Linked DNA regions of Sus scrofa: region 2 is linked to region 1. The links are chromatin contacts, called in public promoter capture Hi-C maps. All regions are on one chromosome and are shown on one strand. Each heading gives the region's core, a stretch centred on a gene start, on an enhancer-like site or on the middle of the called end of the contact. The rest is flanking DNA. Distances are from core to core; before and after follow the strand shown.

Region 1 (2,917 bases), core at 388-2,887:
GGGTTAAGGATCTGGCGTGAGCTGTGGTGTAGGTCGCAAACGCGGCTCAGATACCGCATGCCTGTGGCACAGGCCGGCAGCTGTAGCTCTGAGTAGACCCCTAGCCTGGGAACCTCAATATGCCGCGGGCGCAGCCCTAACAAGACAAAAAGAGAAAAAAAATTCCAAATCCTTGGCATGAGTTAGAAGGCCATGTGTCTGGCCATGTCTGAGTTTTTCTAAGGCTTTCTAAGGGTTATCTTAAACAGAACTGTCTCACTGTGCTAGGGGCTAAGTTTTTAAAAAGAATTATCACTATTTCCAAGAAATATCTCCAAAGGCATGCAATGTTTTATAAAAGATGTATTTTATCATTGGAACTCTTAGTAAAAATGAAAAATCTACCAGCCATGTACTATGTACCCAGGGCTCTTTCCAGACCTAAATACTCCCGACCCGAGCCGCCGCCCCAGCCACCAAGGAAACAGTGCTTGAAGTCCTCCTTTGCCCTTCATGTTCAAGTGAAACATTCCTTGTTCTGTGAAATCATCTGTCTACTGGCTCCCTAATCTACCTTCAGTTTCAATGCCCTACAGGTGAAAAAAAAAGTTCTCTTGTGTTTCCTTAGCCATGTGGGGTTGTTTATTTGTTTTGTTTTGGTTCTTTTTAGGGCCACACTCGGGGCATATGGAAGTTCCCAGAGCTGCTAGTGCCACAGCCACAGCCACTCAGGATCCAGGTGGTTGGTGACTGTGACCTATCAGCAACATTGGATCCTTGATCCATTGCGCCAGACCAGGGATCAAACCCACGTCCTCATGGATACTAGTTGGGGGTCATTAACCACTGAGCCAATACTGGAACTCCTCCTTATCTCTGTGTTTATACATAGTGAATGAATGGGAATCTGTGAAACTCATCTGCCTTGCACTATTGCCTAGGAAAGGACAAGTCTATTAGCTGACACTTAAAAAAAATATGCATGCATACTGTGTTTCATCAATTTAAGCCTTTTTTCATATTTTTAAGACATAAATTGGAATGACTTAAATGAGATAATTAGAGGGCAAAGTTTACCAGCTGTTTTTCTTTCTTGGTAGCATATAAAATAATGGCACCTTGAAGCTGATACTACCTTATATCTGACTTAAAACGGAATATAAATTCTATGCCTCTTGTACAACTATAACTGTAGTAAAATTCACTGAAAACAAAACAAAACAAAAAATCCTACGCCTTTACATTCCTCAATCTTCACTAACAACAGTGTAATACATTCCATATGACAGTTAATTATTTTTGCTACATTAAACTTAAATATAAATTGAGTTGGGAATGGACAGAACTTCCTCACTTCGAAACTGCAGATTGCATAATATGTACGAAAAACCTTCTGAAATTGCAAACCGGTTATATACCAATTAGGGATACATTTTCACATTTAACGATTACTAGTCAATAGATACAATCGACACTCTACGTGCCGACCTGACCACTCCAAGGGCCCACGGGTCGAATCTACGTAAAAGAGCTCGGTTCTTACAGGTAAACGCGCCCCACCTACCCCAGAGCAGGTCCCTACATGCTTTACAGGTGCAGAAGGTAAACTCCGATTGGCCGAGGAACGCAAGAAGCGCCCAGAGGGTCTTCTGAGCATGCGCGGGAAGTTGGACGCAGGCGTGGCGCATCGCGGCGCGTCTTGCGCATGCCCAGTATACAGCGGCCTCAGCTAGGGGACCCGCGCGGGGTCGCGACGTGCCGGCTGCCTTGCCACCGTCCGGCATGAAGGGCTGGGGTCTTGTATCTGCCTTCTCATCGCTCCAGTGTCATGGAATGTCTGCGGAGCCTGGCCCAGCTCCTACCCCGCGCGGTGGGGCTTCCCCGGCGCACTTTATGGGCTTTGGCCGGGGCGCGCCCCGTGACCGCCGCCGAACTGCTCGGAAGCAGGCGGACCGCGCCGCTGTGCGGATCCTACCGGCTCCGCTTGGCAGGTACTGCCGTCCCCGCCCCGCAGCCCCGGACGCCGGGCTTGCGGTGACCTCCGGGCCGCGACCCGACCGACCGAGCCCACGTGGCTGTGGCGGCCCGCCCGCGTCTTGCTCGGCCTCGCCTCTGTCCGTCCTTGGGCACAGGGGTGTTGTCACCTTGCACGGGTCTGCGGGCGGAGCTGCGTCCTACTAGCTCCGAATCCTGTGTCCTGCTAGAGCCGGGTTTCCTAGCCCTCTTGCCTCCCCACCTCCCCTGGCTGCCTCGGTGCGCTCGTGAGAAGGATTTTTTAAACAAGAGTTTCGCTCTTATCCATTGTAGTAGTTCTGAAGCAAAGATCGGGTTTATCTACCTGAAATGTTTTTGCGAGTTTTAGTTTCTCTTCCCTGCCTTCTGCCTCTTCCTTATGAATGGAAAACTTTATTCATTTGTCCATTTGCTCAGGTAAGGGAGGGGAACACACCTACAAGTGAGCCTGAAGACTTTGAAACTTCGTGGGAGGAGTTGCTTCTGAGAAAGATAAAAGTCTTTTTTTCGAAGCACTGTGTAACCAGACAGCCAGAAGGGGTTGGGGGATGGGAGAGCAGGGGTAGGGATCTGAGTTTACTTTTTCACCAGGTGATCAAGTATGATGATACGTTGACATTTTCACAGATGTAAGAATGTGGGCGCTAATATTGCTGAGAAACTAAAGAGACTAAAATGTGTGGCTTTTCCAAAATGTTCTCGAATAAGTTTACTCACTTGTCCTCTCAAAACGCTCCCATCCTCACCTCCTTCTCCATAATCATGGGTGAGTCTTTCCAAATTGGGTTGCATTTCATAGCCCCTTCTTAGGTTAAATGCCTTGGAACTCAGGTTCAGCCCATCTAATGTTTTAGAACGTACATTGAGATTTACAATCACCCTCCTGGAAACACTTTACCTAACTAGTGACATTAGCAAATGCTGA
Region 2 (3,122 bases), core at 143-2,642, 340 kb after region 1:
AAAAGTCTCTCCATGCCTTTCCAAAACTAACCAATAGTATTAGCAACTACATATAACATTGGGGGTAGGTGGGCTTCATGATACATCTAGAAACTCAATTCTCTTATTGCCTCTGTAGATTTCTAACTATGGTAACCTCTAGGTTCTAGCCTTCTGGTTTGGTTATCACTTTCATATGGAAGACATTTTTCTCTCCCAGCTTTTTCGTTCTGGAAAGAAATAACATTAGGTACTCTGCTTTATGCTATACTTAGTACAGACTACCTGAATGTAACTTTTTATATATTTTTAATATATACTTACTATTCGGGCTCTTTTCATCAGTGATGTCTTTTTACCACGTGGCTGAACGAAGAAATTAGAAGTCAGATTTACTACTTTGACTGGCTGGTGTTTCAAAGTCAAATTACACAGTACTTATACTTACCACGCTGATCATCAGAATTTTTACTCTGGAAACACAGTCGTCTAGGGATAGCTCTCCAACCAATGGATTGTTTCCCTTATTTAGAATTTAGATTTTCACGCTACATTTTCCCCCAAAGAAAACTAGAATCCTAGGACTATGCTTTGTATACTTTGAGCTCTTTCAAAAAGAATTCCAGTGGTGCAGGTGGCAGGAGGTGGGCACGCAGGATGGCAGGGTATGGGGCTAACAAAACATTTCCTAAAGGCGGTGCTAAGCATAGTCAGGAGATACTTCTTTCCTTCTGAGAATGACAATCCCACCAAAGTTAAGAAATGGGAAAAAAGACTTGTATTAATAGCTATGGTTGGTGTAAAAAAAGATTTAACAATACCCTGATAAACTGAAATGTACTATGCCCAGAAAGTTGAGAAGTTTGTGAAATGACTAGAAAAAAAAAAAAAAAGCTAGACGCAATTATCACTTAGGTTTTTCTGCTCCTTCAAATTGCAATAGCCATTGCATTCCGGTGCCTAGAACAGTACTTTGTACGAATATTAGGATGACTATTAGTATTCCTTGCAGGATTAGGCCTTCTGGCACTACTACAACACAATATAGTCATATACAAAGCGCCAAAATATAAACGGTCTTAACACATTTAGGAGGCCGTGGATCGAAGGCTTTACAGAACAAGTCCTGTACTATATATAAAATATTTTGTTCTCCCGATGTTTGTCTAGCGGGGGCAGACCTTTGCCCCGCTTGTAAAGAGCAAAAAAAACATTCGAATCTGGAGGAAGTTCCCAGTGCAGGTCGAAGTGCAAAAGCCGAGGGTACAAGTGACCCACGGAGTTAAGACCGCCGACTTCCCGACCCAAATACCTGCTACGCCCTACGCGCAGGCGCAGAAAAGGGAAGGGGGCCGAAGAGGGCGGAGGCGAAAGGCCATTCGCCGGATTCAGGTGGCCCCGCCCTCCGTCACGCGCCAGACGGTCACGTGGCCGCCCGGAGCCGGAGGGTGGAGTTTTACTCTTTTACAGTCGCCACCCGGCAGGAGTCCAGCCCCTGTGGGTACGAACGCGGGTTGGTTTTGGACCCTCTGCGAGGCGCCGCTACCACAGCTACCTGCGTTCGTTACAAGGATTTCCTGCTTCCACCCGGTAAGTGTGAGAGAGGTGACCAGAGAGAGTGGGTCGCAGAGGCTGCTGGACGAGCCACTTTGGGCTTCGGCCGGCCGGAAGTCGCGCACTCCGGTGACAGCTGCCGGAGTCTTAGTGAAAGGACTGTTGAACCGTCCCGGCAGCCGGGACGGGGGGGAAGGAGGTGAGGCTCGGGGCTGCCCCATTGGTTAGGTCGGTTTTTGGCGCGCTGTTCCTCCGCGCTCGCTATTGGCTGGCGCGCGCCGTCCCTGACGCGCGCTCTGCGGTTGGAGGGCCCCGGCGCGCGGCCCGGATTGTCCGCCCCTTGCTGGTTTCTCCCTCCCTGTGTCCCCAGGACTAGGTGGCGGGGTCGCGGGGTGGCTTGTGTGCAGCTGGTTCGTGTGAGGACACCAGCTTGGGCGTGCCTGGCTTTCGGGATGAGGCGGACCACCCTCTTGACCAGTAAGCAACTGGCGGTGACCCGAGGGGTGTCCCTGAATTCCGCGTCTCTCATTTAAAAAAAACTGGACTTGATGACATTTAGTTTCACCTGTTTATCAGAATTTCCTAGAACCCAGTGCTATGCTAGAGTTCAATCTAATTATTTTAAAAAATTAGATAAGGTAGTTCCCTTGTGGCGCAGCGGGTTTTGGAACCGGATTGTCGCTGTAGCGGCTTAGATTCGATCTGTGGCCCAGGAACTTCCACATACTGCGGGTGCGGCCAAAAAAAATTAAATAAAAAAAAACCCTAGGTAATAAAAAGTAAGTGAGGGTGTAAGGTTGTTGGCGGGAGTGTAATGAACAAGTGAAGACTTTTTTGTGTTGTTGTCTTTTTTGCCATTTTCTTGGGCCGCCCCCGCGGCATATGGAGGTTCCCAGGCTAGCGGTCGAATCGGAGCTGGCAGCTAGCTGCCAGCCTACGCCAGAGCCACAGCAAGGCAGGATCCAAGCCGAGTCTGCAACCTACACCACAGCTCACGGCAACGCCAGATCGTTAACCCACTGAGCAAGGGCAGGGATCGAACTCTCAACTTCATGGTTCCTAGTCGGATTTGTTAACCACTGAGCCACGACGGGAACTCCTACGTGAAGACTTGATTCTTGTTGCTGTTCATCTTTTAAAATCGTGGCATATACTAAAGCACATTTTTCACATAACGGTTTAGGACTCAACCCTCCAACTAAATTAGAACCTTCACGAAACACTATTTATTACTCACATGCCATGCATTTTGATGTTTTCTCATCTCTTCAGTTTTGTTCAGTTACATTTTTTCAAACACCTACTAAGTGATTTTGGAATCCCAGGCTGCCACCCGCAGTTTGGAAATCATTGTCCTGGCTCAGTTTAGTTGGTCCTGACCAGCATTTGCTTAACATGAAATAGAATGGAAAATAGGGTACATCACACAATTAGGTGAAGCTTTGTTTCCTAAGCTTTTTCGTTGGCATTTGTGTGCCCTAGGGCACGGTTTATAAAATGTATTCACGCGAGATGGATCATAGTCAAAAGTTAGAAAGCCACTGCACTGAGTAAAGGAAGGCAGGACCACAGAAATCAGGAAGATCTGT

Evidence for each region. Promoter capture Hi-C pulls out the DNA fragments that hold promoters and counts their contacts.
Region 2: a contact with region 1 is called in a promoter capture Hi-C map of liver, with 5 times the contacts expected there. The contact joins the promoter of GMNN here to the promoter of MRS2 in region 1. A contact is called at or near these places in 3 of 5 promoter capture datasets (fetal liver, fetal skeletal muscle and liver) and 1 of 47 Hi-C or Micro-C datasets (embryonic fibroblasts).

What each region holds. Positions count from the first base shown.
Region 1 is chr7:19,242,970-19,245,886 of Sscrofa11.1, forward strand. It overlaps MRS2 (magnesium transporter MRS2 homolog, mitochondrial), which reads left to right and starts at 1,638. Exons shown (of 11, transcript XM_001928036.7): 1 at 1,638-1,970. The coding sequence starts at 1,808.
Region 2 is chr7:19,584,576-19,587,697 of Sscrofa11.1, forward strand. It overlaps GMNN (geminin), which reads left to right and starts at 1,393. Exons shown (of 7, transcript XM_003128203.5): 1 at 1,393-1,569.